Regions from separate parts of the Arachis hypogaea genome. Here region 2 is linked to region 1. Evidence: chromatin contacts called from public Hi-C data. All regions are on one chromosome and are shown on one strand. The core of a region is the stretch at or near the end of the contact, and the rest is flanking DNA. Distances in the headings are between cores, read along the strand shown. Region 1 has its middle 29 kb from the start of LOC140182568. Region 2 holds the start of LOC140183141.

Region 1 (6,554 bases), core at 3,023-5,522:
TTCTTTTCATGTACTTTTCTTTTCTCTCTGAGTTTCCAGAGCAATGATGAACTAAACCCAAATCATTAGGGGAGGAGCTCTATTGTAATTCAAATGAATTAATGAAATTCTTCTTCTCCTTAATCCGCTTGTTGTAGCTAAGGAATAACTTCTGTGCTTAATAGATCTATTCACTACCGGAAGGGGGTTTAGATCCATTTGAATTTATATGTGAGCCTCGGAAGGGGAATCATAGAAATTAGTTTGAAGCTCTTTCCCTCACAACTCTCTTGATCAATAAATTCCTTGTTTGAATTGAGATCCTGAGAACTTGTGTGGCTTATGGACTAGAGAATTGAACTTAACATCTTCTCATGAACAATAGATCAAGAAATTGGCAATTGATTGTGTTAAGAGAAATTGAATCACCAAGGGATTGGGATTCAATTACTACAATCCATCATAGATCTACTTCATATGATTGAGAATGAAGTTGAGACCCATTGATTCATGATGGATTATGATATCTCCAATCCCTAATGAATCATACCCATTATCTTTCCTCTACTTAATTGCTTTGAGTTTCTTGTTATCTTTGATTCCTAGCTCCCAAAACCCATTTACATTTAATGCAATTTACCTTTCATTGTCATTTACATTCTTGCTTTTACTTTCTTGTCATTTAAGTTTCAGCTCTTTAAATTTCTTGTCATTTAAGTTTCCGCCATCTACATTTCGCAATTTACTTTCAGCACTTTAATTCCCAGCAATTTATATTCTGTTAATTCAATTTCACCAATCATCAAATATTAGCTTGACTCGATAAATCACCTAACTAAAGTTGCTTAATCCATCAATCCATGTGGGATCGACCTCACTCAACAGTGAGTTATTACTTGGCGATTTGGTACATTTGCCGAAGAAATTTGTGTTGTGTAAATTTCCAGCTCATCACGCACGAAGATTGCGTACGCACGATTGTGCTGATTTTTCCAAAAATACTATTTTTGAACTATTAAGCCTTTTTGGCGAGCTTATAATCCCTTGTAACCTCCGTATAAACTCTGAAAACCATATTATAGGCTTTGAATATGTTGGGTGGATATAATAGATTCAATTGAGTAATTCCCCTATGAGAACTTATAAAGTGAAATGTTTTAAATGTTGTGGGTTAATGAGGTCAATTACTTTAATAACAGATAGGATTATGTTGAATTATACTTTATCAGATTAGTTAAGAATATGACTATGATTGAATTGATTTTATTAGAGGCTTATGTCAGAAAGTGAGAATTTATATGAGACTCTTGATGAAAACTATGATTGAAGTATATGCTAGCGATTATGGTTAATGATGAATTTGATGACGATAATAAGCTTGGTTGATGGTGATTATTGATTAGCAAGGACGTGGGTTTTGTCCCGTTTGCGTGATTATGAGAGGTGATTTTTTATTGGTAAGGACGTGGGTTTTGTCTCGCTTGTGTGATTAGGAGAGGTGATTATTGATTGGCAAGGACGTGGGTTTCGTCCCGCTTGTGTTATTGATGAGGGACCTGCACCAGACAAAGATGGTGATTTTATCCCGCTTGCCGTAGTTGCAGTGTGATGTGGGGATGGTAGTTTCATCCCGCTCACGAATAGACAAGTTGAGGTTAAAGATTCCCTCTCTTGTTACATTGGGAGATTGGATAGAAGGTTGAGGATTCCCTTCGATTCAATTTTTAATTGTGGTGTGAACGAGTTAGGTTGAGGATTCCTTATTGTTGCATCACAGTCTCTCTTTGAATGTGAAGTGTGTCAGATAGTATATTCCAAGAGTGTGGCAGGCATTATATCCCAGATAGCGCTGCGTCCAGTGAGATGGTGGAAAGTTGAGGATTCCCTTCTTTATGTTCCTCTTGGGGAAGCACGATGGAGAGATGACATACGGGTTAGCTACCAAATGTGTCGAGTCTGGCAATTTAACTGATACGTGAGCTCACAACTAGTAGGACAGATATGCATCATGTGCATTTGTTTGCTCTTGTTTTGGGTGTGCATAATTACTTGGTTTGCCTAATTGATAATATGTTTAACTATTAATTGTGCTACTTGTCAGAATTGCTCTCTAATTGTAATTGCTTTGTATTGATTATTGTTTGTGTTTGATTCCATTGAATAGACTTGTGACTGAGAATAATGATGATAAATGTTGGGAATAGATGAAACTAGTGGTAGTTAAAGTATTTTTGCCTTAGCAAACTAACCCTGTACGGATTAGTTAGGACCCTGGACTTGGATTATTGTGAAGTTAGAGATCAGGATTACCTAGAGGGTTCATGTTTTTTTTTATATAGTCTTTATTCGGAACTGTTACCCTACTGAGAACCTTTGGGTTCTCACCCGTTGTTGTTATCATGTTTTTTAGATACATGACACAACACACCTCGGTGAGAGTGCGGAAGTTTTGGGTGACGAATTGAAAAGGATCACTTTTGAGATATTTTGTTTTGACACTAGAGATTTCTCCACTTTTGAAACTTTGTTGTATATGACTGTATATTTCTCTTAGAGGCTTTTATTTGGAGAAATAGGCTTTCTATTTTGTATATTCCTTAGTGTTATAACATTTTAGCCGGCTTTTCTTCGCGAGTCGAGACTAGTAATTGATATGTAGTATAGGTTATTATGTATCTTCACTTTGAACTTATGATATATTCTGCTTTTGTATACAATGCTTTAAGGCGTTCGTATGTGATTAACAGCTGACAACGTTTAATTTTTCTTTACAGGCTCCTAGTTATAATATTATTCTTATATAACTATATATGTATTTTCTTTTCTAAGTGCCGTAATGTCTCGCACCATTAATTTATGACTTAAGTATAAAACTCTGTGTGGTATGGTGTTACATATAGCAATAGAAAATAATTTAAGAAATAACTACAAAGAATTATTTAATTATTGTGGTGTGTGGGTAAAAAATTGAGGTGAACAATATTCAATGGAAAAAGAATAGCGCATCGATAATCAAATAAAAACGAAGAAAACACTCAGTGGTCTCTTTGGTTTCTTAAGGTCTTTGATACCTTTTTCCTTCCTGATTTATATGTTGCCTTTGGCGACCGCCATTCCTTTTTTATTCACAACAAGTCTAACAACATTACACAAAAATCACGAAATAGCATATATATAGAACACCTAAATCCAAATCCAACACTTGAAAATTTACATTAACTTGTTATCTTCATAGTTTTACATTTTAGAACTGAAAAATCTTAAACTCTAATTATTTTGTCCAATTTATCCTAAAACACGAGTCAGATGAAAAAAGAAAATAGAGTAACGACAATTGAACAAAAATTAACGATACTTACTCGAGATTTGTTCTATTGAATTCGCCTTTCCACTTTGCACCTTTCATGACGGGAGTTGCAATCAACGTAATCAGGTTAGTTTTCTTGGCATAAAATCGAATGAAACAACAAAAATTGTAAAAAAAATGGCGACAATTAAAAATAAATACGAACCAAAAGGTGGATAGCAGGGTTGAGAACCTATGTTTGGAAGAGGGACCAAGAGAATCATACAAAGTTTACCAAAGATAGAGAGTAGACCAGCGAAATCGAGGATGTAACTCATAGAGAGAAAGCGCAGACAAGAATCTAGCTCAAAAAGAGAAAGAGAGCAAACCAGTATTGATAGTCAGACTTGAAGAGAAACACGAATTAAAAAGAAGAAAATGGAATTAAAAGCCTAGAGATTGAGAGTGAAAACGACGCAATGAGAGAAAAAGCTAGAAAGAGCAAGAGAGGGAGAGAGTGTGTCTCACGCAGTTAATGGTATGAGGTGAAAAAGAATCGAGCAATTCTCTCTTTTTTCGTTTTTTTTTTTTTAATTGGAAAAAAAAAGAATATGCCATGTGCCACGTGGTTTTAAAACCCATGGCATTTATACAAGTAGAAGATTTATTTTATTTTTTTCCCACTATATTTGTCCCTTGACGAGAGCTTGGATAGGACCTGCCTACTCAATTTTGTTTTCGGCCACAACCTCTGTACTTTTCTTATATTATGGGTTGTTCTATCTTATAATGGAAGCCTCATGCCCTCATCCATAACAATTAAATTGGGTCTCAAGTTTTCTAGTTACAAAACCCATCTCCATGTAATAGGGTATATTATTTCTTGGCCCATCTAGAAACCAATTTGTTAGGTAAAATGGCCATGATGTGGTCCCACATCTATCAAGATGATCAGTTAGTGCTGAATCGGGTCTAATCCTTTGACTAAAATCAAAAACATGAGTCTTCAGGTTGGAGTAATGGACCTTCAGGTTGGAATTATGGTTTTTGTCTGCAGCTTTCGTCTATGGGCCTTAAGCTCTCAAAATATGTGATGTTCTTTCTCATTATCCAAAAATAAAATACGATACTGTTGATTAACGACCAAAAACAAAAAGACATTTGATTTTTGGATCGGATAGTACTTATCATTTCCATCAAATTTCATATTTAGAAATCTCCTTGTTAACTGGTTTAATAGCATTTTATATATTTCCTTGAAAAATAGTTCCAATTCAAAAAGATGTTTTATTTACGGTGAATAAACGCACAAAATATTCTGAAGTTGGGATCTTTTCTATTTTCTCTTATACTTGCTAGTTGCTTTGAAGCCGGTTGATACATTTGATAGCTGTACCAACAAAAGTATATATACACACTGAAATAAATTGAAGTTAGGATAGGGTTGCAATATGGGGCCATATGTCTAAAAATAAAACCATAACAACATATAAGATATAGACAAAACTAAAAAAAGATATAGAAATATATCGAAGTTAGTTTGACAAAATTAGAAAACAAATAACACACAAATTCAGCACCAATGCTTCTAGCTAGTTCTACTTTGTTGTCATTTGCCCTGCATAATCATTGTTCCGGATCCGATTTCTGGGTCTTCCGTCGGAGCCATTAGTATCCGAATACTTGGGTTCAGGCCATTATCGCAGTCCAAACTGGCCCGCTAACTATAAATTCCTAACCAATATTTAAATTCAAATATTTCTCTTATCTTAATCAACAAAATAAAATAAGATAACAAACACAAATTATATAAAAGGAGTTAAGACCTTCCTCAAATACGTTATACATTCCTAATACACACATATACTTCTTAGATTCATTCTGAGTTAAGCATCGGAGTGTCTTTGCAGTACTACTCTCTCCCTCCCGCCGCTCCGAAAAGATCTGATTCAAGTCACAATCCATACTAGCAAAGTATAGTACATTGGTACTGTACTGTCTATGAGAACTTGTCAAGTCTTGGCAACATGACGGAAGAATTTGATGAACGATCCTCAAACCTTCACCATGGGTTAGACCCACCCAACCCAACGAATGAACCGCGGGATGACGTCCTCCTGCCGACTCACGGGAGAATAACCAACACCATGCACTGCCAGTCAATCCCTAATAAGCAGCGATCGAAAGAAGATGATCCCCAACTCAATAAGGCCAGAGCAACCGACGGCCTATAAGACAAAGCGATCCAGATAATCTAAGAACTCTATCAAAGAGTACAAATTCTTGAGGGTCGAGTCGCCTCCAAAGAGCGATACTAGCCAGAACATGCAAGACAAGAAACCTCCAAAAACCGATCACGCGCGAGAAACCAAGAACAAAAGGTCATCCGAACAGCGACACACGGGAAATGACGGTACCAAAGCGTTTTCCGTGAGCCAGAGTGCCGACACAACGACGACGATAGAAGACACCGACGAGACTCCAAACGGACAAGGAGCGAGCATGTGATAATGGAAGCCACCTTATTCACCGAGAGAATTCTAAAAGCCAAGCTATCGAACAATTTTGACAAGCTAACCGACATGCAATACGATGGAACAAAAGATCCAAAGGAACATCTCATGACCTTTGAGAACAGAATAAACTTAGAAAGGACCACCGATGCAATTCGGTGTAGGGCCTTTTTGGTAATCTTAGTCGCCCGCCATTTCAGCATTTAAAAAAAATATGATATATAAATTTTACTTATTGTTAATTCACATATAAAATTATCTTTTTGTTTTAATTCTTTTTTACAAAAGTATTAATATTAACTATAACTTATTGCATAATTCACCAATACAATTATATAATTTATTCAACGTCCATTATTTCAAAGAAGAGATAAAAACATTACAGTATAGAGTTCAAATTGTCGAGCTATTTGGCACTAAATAAGACGTCTATTTTTGTCTTTTCCTCTTTCATGGTAAAATTAGACGTGAACATTATAACAAAACTACACCACAAATAAATTATAAAGATCCGGACCGTACTTAGAATTTTGATCTTCCAAAAACGTAAATGGTATACGTGGAGTTTTTCGAATAGTAGCACACGAATTGATTAAGCTGTCACACTCACAAAGCATAAGAATTCCGTATTTTTGGGCATTATTATGTACAGTCCAACCTTCTTTTCGAAGTGCCCACGGACATTAACGTCGATTCCTCAAACAATATAAACTACTTAATTAAAAGATCACACAATTGGAGACTCGAGAAAAACTTTGGGTGATTAAAAAATCGAA
Region 2 (6,517 bases), core at 1,431-3,930, 48 kb after region 1:
TCTCAACAGGGTGTATGCAACTTTGGTACAGGAAGAGAGAATGAAGATGATCAGCAGAACCAAGGAAGACAAAGGAAGCTTAATGGGACTGGCAGTACACACTGGGTACAAGCACAAAAGCCGAAATGAAATAAAGCCACTCATATGTTCTCACTGCGGAAGAACAGGACACGAGATCAAGGGGTGCTTTCAACTGATTGGGTATCCGGAATGGTGGGGAGATCGATCTCGAGACGAAAAGGGAAGCAACACCAAGACCTCGCATAAGCAGGGAGGACGCTTGCGAGGGGGGGCTGTCATACGTGCCAACACAGCACAAGCCACAACAGAAAAATCAAGTAACCATGAAGAAGAAATAGGAGGAAGCGCAGTGACTGGACTTAGCCAAAAACAATGGCAGACGCTGTTAGAGATGCTAAATGGCAACAACGGAAGTAGAACTGAAAGCATGACTGGTAAGGAAGGATATGTTGTGTGGATTATAGATAGTGGAGCCTCTAACCATATGACAGGGAATTCAAGAGATCTAAGGGGTCTAGAGCGTATTGAAGGATGCACGGTGGGGCTACCAAACGGAGAAGAAGTTCTTGCTAATACAAAGGGAACGGTGACTCTTGATGGAGGACTTAAATTGACCAATGTTTTATATGTGCCAAAACTAAGATGCAATTTGATTTCAGTATCACAATTAACAAAGGATGCAAATTGTACTGTACTATTTACTCATGAGCTTTGTGCTATGCAGGACCTCATTTCGAGGATGCTGATTGGAGCGGGTGAACAAAGAGATGGGCTCTACATGTACCGTGGTGTTCGCAAATTCACAGCATGTCAAACCCAAGAGAAGAGTAGTATTGATCTTTGGCACAAGCGAATGGGACATCCTTCCTATAAAGTGGTACAAATGTTGCCGAATTTGAATGGTGGTTGTAAATCTGAAGAGAATAATAAATTATGTGAAGTTTGTGAAAAATCTAAACAAACACGAGATAAATTTCCATCAAGTGATTTTCATGCAACACATCCTTTTGATTTAATACATTGTGATTTATGGGGACCTTATCGTACCCCCTCTTCTTGCGGAGCATCTTATTTTTTAACAATTGTTGATGATTATTCAAGAGCAGTTTGGATCTATTTGTTGTGTGAAAAGCGGGAAGTGTCAAGTGTGATGATTAATTTCTTTGCTCTTATTGAAAGACAGTTTAATAAACAAGTCAAAGAAGTACGCAGTGATAATGGGACCGAGTTCATCTGTATGCGTCCATATTTTTTGCAGCATGGAATTGTTCATCAAACATCTTGCGCTGGGACACCCCAACAAAATGGAAGGGTGGAGAGAAAACATAGACATATCCTTAATGTAGCTCGTGCACTGAGATTTCAAGGATCTTTGCCCATTCGATTCTGGGGAGAATGTGTTTTATCTGCGGGACACTTGATCAACCTAACACCATCATCTGTTCTTAACGGGAAAACTCCTTTTGAAATGATACATGGAAAACCACCTGACTATAATCATCTTAGAGTTTTTGGCTCATTGTGTTATGCGCACAATCAACAAACCATGGGTGATAAATTTGCCAGCCGAACTCGTACATGCACATTTGTGGGATACCCATTTGGAAAGAAAGGATGGAAACTTTATGATATGGAAAGAAATATTTTCTTTATATCTCGTGATGTCAAATTTGTAGAAACCGAGTTCCCGTTTGCGTGTTTGGCCCAAGAAAATTTGGTTTCCACTTCTTTAGTGCATGAGGAGAAATTTTTGGAGCCCGTTAATAATAAGTCCACACTTGATCACAAGGAGGTCCTTCCTCAGACTAATTCCAATGACGAGTCCATTGTTGTTGTTGGGGGAGGTGAATCTCCACATACAGACCCAACAAGGACAGCTTGTACCCAGTGTGTACTGCCAGTCCCATTAAGCTTCCTTTGTCTTCCTTGGTTCTGCTGATCATCTTCATTCTCTCTTCCTGTACCAAAGTTGCATACACCCTGTTGAGAGAAGGTAGAGGATCCGTTGCGAGAATATTAGATCGCACTGTGCTATAGCTTACGTCTTCTAACCCCATTAGAAATTGATGCACCTTTTCTTCTTCCCTTCTCTTATCTAATCGTGACCCAATGTCACACTTGCAGCCTCCGCAAGAGCATCTAAGCACTGGTTCATGGTTTGCCAACTCATCCCAAAGAGTCTTCAGTTTTCCATAGTATTCCACCATAGCCAGTCCTTGTTGTTTGCACTCGGCAAGTTCAGCTTTCAATTGTTGAATTCTAGGACCATTCACGATGGAAAATCGCTCCTTGATTTCTTCCCAGAGATCCTTTGCATCTTCAGCGTATGAGATGGTGGAGCGCAGCCGTGGCTCAATCGTATTCATCACCCATGAGACAAGCATGGATTGAACCGTCCACCAATCCTCCATTTCAGATGCCCCTTCTTGTGGCTTCTTGTGAGTTCCATCTAGAAACCCCCATTTTCTCCTAGCACGTAGCGACACCTTCACAGCTCGAGCCCATTCTTCGTAGTTCTCTCCTCGTAATTGCACTTGTGTGATTACGTTTCCAGGATTGTCGCTAACGCTCAGATCATAAGGCGATGGTCCTTTGTTGGATCCATCTTCGTCCTTTTTTGAATCCTCTCTTTTTGGAGGAGTCACACCTACTCCAGCCATTTCAGCGGCGGAGGTTTCTTTTGTGTGATGATTATCAGAGCCAACTTAGCTCTGATACCATGCCAAATTGCCTTGTGTTTTATTGAATAGCATATCAATTATATATACAGTACTCTACCTAACAATTAGCTACCTGATTTCCTAATTATGGTAATGCAAGATATTTACAGCTAATAAAACGGGATACACCAAATCAACTAAAAACTGAAAGAAATTTGTTTTCTAATAATTCCTAATATTTAGCCGTGACATATGTGGCTTGATATGCATCAGATTTCATTATTTTTTAAATTTATTTTTAAAAATTTTTTTAATTTAATTAATTTTTAAAATATTACAAATTAATTATATTTATTCTTCAGTTTAATAATTTTTATCAATAATTGAAGATGTAAAACGTTAATTGAAAATTAAACACTTACTAAATATATTTATAAAAATATATTAATTTAGTTAATTTCTTCAATTATATAAATTATAAAATTATAAAGAATTTTATTTTTAACACTTAAAAATTAAAATCATAAAACAATCTGTAAATTCACACCCTTCCCTTCTTCTGGTACTACACTGTACCATTGCATTTTGTCGACATATCCTTGTTCTTCAGTTTTGGACCCCCCCCTCTCTCTTTTCTCTTCTCTCTCCTCTTTTCATTTTCTTTTTTATTTCTCATGTCACACTTCTCACTGTAAAAAAAATTATTTTAAGGTGTTGTTTAATTTACTTTTGCCTGTCAAATATGTGTTGATAAATATCTGTTGACTACAAACTGAAGACTGTATTATGGAATGAATCTTAGTGCATGAAAATATTTTCTCAACAAAAAATACACATAAACAAAAAAAAACTGAAAATGGTATTTAGTTTATTCGAATAATAAGCAATTTATAATAATTCTTTTATTTATGAAATGAGTTGTACACTTTTAGTTTCCTTTCTTTCCGTTAATACTCAATATTTTTTATTAAAATTAGTAAATCTAATTTTGTTTAAATTTTAAAAATAATTTATAAAATTAAAATCAATATATACATATAAATATTTTAAAATATTAATATTTTAAATAATTTTAATTATTAATTTCAATTAATATATATCATATATATTTTTTATAATTAAAATTATGGACTAACATCACTAGAATAACTGTTTTTAGAATATTTGAAATTCTTTCCATAGATATAAGGTGGGACCCGAAAAGCGACTGCATGGTATTGCAAAGGCGAGGTTGTAACTTGTAAGGCTGTATGCTTCGTTTTCCGACATATCTAGTTGGCCCATTGGCCCACGTGTCAAATATTTAACAAGCGCGTGTGTTTCTGAATTCTGATAGCTCTCACAACCACACCAATCTTCCAATCAGCACAACCACCCTTCCTATTTCAACTTCTTGCTTTAAACCTGCTAGTTTTCTTTTTTTTTTTTTTTAAGGGTATTTTTCGTCAAACCTCAAAACTAATCTTTTTCATTTATAGCCACCTCAATATCAAGATAGTTAGGTCAAAAGTTTTAAGATTTTTTTATATTTAAAATGTAGTTTAAACCTTTAATATTTTGTTATATATATATTCTTTTATTTAATTATGTCTTTTTTAATCTATCATATTCTATAGTCTAACAAATTAAAATTTAATTCGTCAGGAATTTAAATTTTATTTAAAATTTTTTTATTAATTAATAAATTATTGTATATATAAAAAAATTTTATTTCTGACATTTAATTAAACGAATGAATAAACTTCTCAACCATGTCATCTAATTATAATGCTACCGGCTGCTGTTTCTTCTAAGTTCTAATACTTTAATTTCGTCGAATCAAATTCTATATTTACTTTTGGGTCAAACCACCCCATAATTCCATATGCGCCTGTCACACTTCAATAACATATGCTTTCGTTGTGTTGATCCAACTATATAGCAACTACTTCCAATTATATTCCACGGATCAATATCATACGATTCCCTGTCCTTTTTTCTTTTCATATTTTCAAAAGGGGCATAACTACTTTCCGTGATTGATTTTTCTTGCTACGTTTTTGTTCTGTCTACGTTGTTTCACTTGCTGAAGGAACAAGACTATTGGAATTTGGAACACTAGCTTTTACCCTTATTTAATTTCTTACCGTGGATCATATATGGGGTGGTTCAAAACTAAAAAAGCATACCTTTACTTACAGGATTCCTAGGGGAATATCCCGAATAATAATAATTGCTGGGTAATTTAATTAACCGTGCCCTATGTATGTGCTTTCATAGCTACACAAGCATCGAAAGTTACAAAGAATCTTACTAAAGATATTGGTTATTAAGGTTATTATTTATGTGTCTTAACATTAGCAAAACTCAATTATATATTTAAATCTAGTGACAGATTAGAGGGACTAAAAGTGTTTCCAACTCTTTCAGAGATGTGTAACCCAGACAATGGAACAAGAAACAGACAGCAGATGAACACAAATAAAATAAAAATAGAAAGAAATTATAAAGAAAGAGGAAAACAAAAAGCAACATTAATTATGCGCAAACTATTAAGTCTGAGTCTCTGAGCTATGAAAGTACCACTGATAATATAATGGGTGATGAGTATTTAATATAGCAACTAGGAGGAGGTTTCCTTTGTGCTTCAAAATTACTATATACATGTACATATTAAATGCTACTACATTGTTTCCTCCAGATTCTTTGCTATTTTAATTTCATCACTATGTATATTCAAATCAAAGAATTGTGTTCAAAACTCTCTTTTCTTATCCAAATGTGTCCCCCCCCAATTCATATTTCAAAGTGTTTACATTGATAAAGGAAATATCATAAATAAATGTTTTTCCCTCTCATGCAAAGGGACACACACAAAAAGTTAAAGTGCACATGTAACCTTGATATATACATTTAAACGGAATGAGAACCCTTGTTATATACATATTATTAGTACGGGTAATTTATTTAAAATATTTGTCTTCGTCTACTACTGGATACCATACTTTGCAGTTGAATTTTTATTTATTTGTATGTTGATGTGTATATTAGTAGATGGCCACTAGAGGGGCACATTGTCCCAGTCACAGAGAAAGTAATTATTTTACCGCATCTATGATCAATATCACGTGCATTGCACGACATTCATGGAAACAACAGACAAAATGTATTCATTTACTTCTTTTATTTTTTATTTTGTTAATCAGAAATGAGAAATTACTCATGAGTTGGAGATTCTTGGTAATTATTATGAAAAATACTAAATTCGTGTGTAAAAGGTTTGCAATTATGACTCTTGGGACCCTTTTTTTCAACCCTCATAAGTGTTGTTGGTACTACTGGATACTGTAGTAAGTGTGGGGAAGTTGTGAGCTTCTTAATCTGTTGTTATTATGTTATTGTGGTCCGAACTGTTAACAAATTAATCATCCAAAAATCCTATGACAATAATTACCACAGCATTCTGTTTGCATAGGTCAAGGTTTGGTCCAGCACTCTCATGCTTTCATCTTTTCATAACTTACTTTTTGGTTCTAATCTTTTTTCTTTTAAGAAATACTTGAGTGGCTTATTTTACGATATCTTGTTAATTTATAATTACATTTATCAAATTATTGCCGATGCGGCATAACTTGGGAGTATATTTTAGTTTAAAAAATAAAAGAATATCTTTTGTAATTTTCTCTCAAGTTGCAAAAAGCAGGGGTTATCTAGCATTTAATTTTGGGGTTGATCCAAGAAACGTGCACGCTTAAAAGAAAGACACGGATGGCTAAACCGAATGACCTTCGTAGCAGCAATTTCTAAATTCAATTGGCATATCTAATCTACCTGTTCTTTTTGTTTTGGAGTGAAGA

What was found. A called contact is a pair of places that touch in the nucleus more often than the background predicts.
Region 2: a contact with region 1 is called in a Hi-C map of an unstated tissue, with 8 times the contacts expected there. The contact joins the promoter of LOC140183141 here to the enhancer-like site in region 1. A contact is called at or near these places in 2 of 8 Hi-C or Micro-C datasets (leaf and an unstated tissue).

Annotation. Positions count from the first base shown.
Region 1 is chr20:107,759,414-107,765,967 of arahy.Tifrunner.gnm2.J5K5, forward strand. No RefSeq gene overlaps it. Among protein-coding and RNA genes, the nearest start is that of LOC140182568, 29 kb to the right of the region's middle. Within about 2 kb of position 4,273, at least 3 of the 3 cell types and tissues checked have open chromatin away from gene starts, as enhancers often do.
Region 2 is chr20:107,808,568-107,815,084 of arahy.Tifrunner.gnm2.J5K5, forward strand. It overlaps LOC140183141, which reads right to left and starts at 2,681. Exons shown (of 2, transcript XM_072231162.1): 1 at 2,074-2,681; 2 at 1,967-1,979. The coding sequence starts at 2,681. The coding sequence ends at 1,967.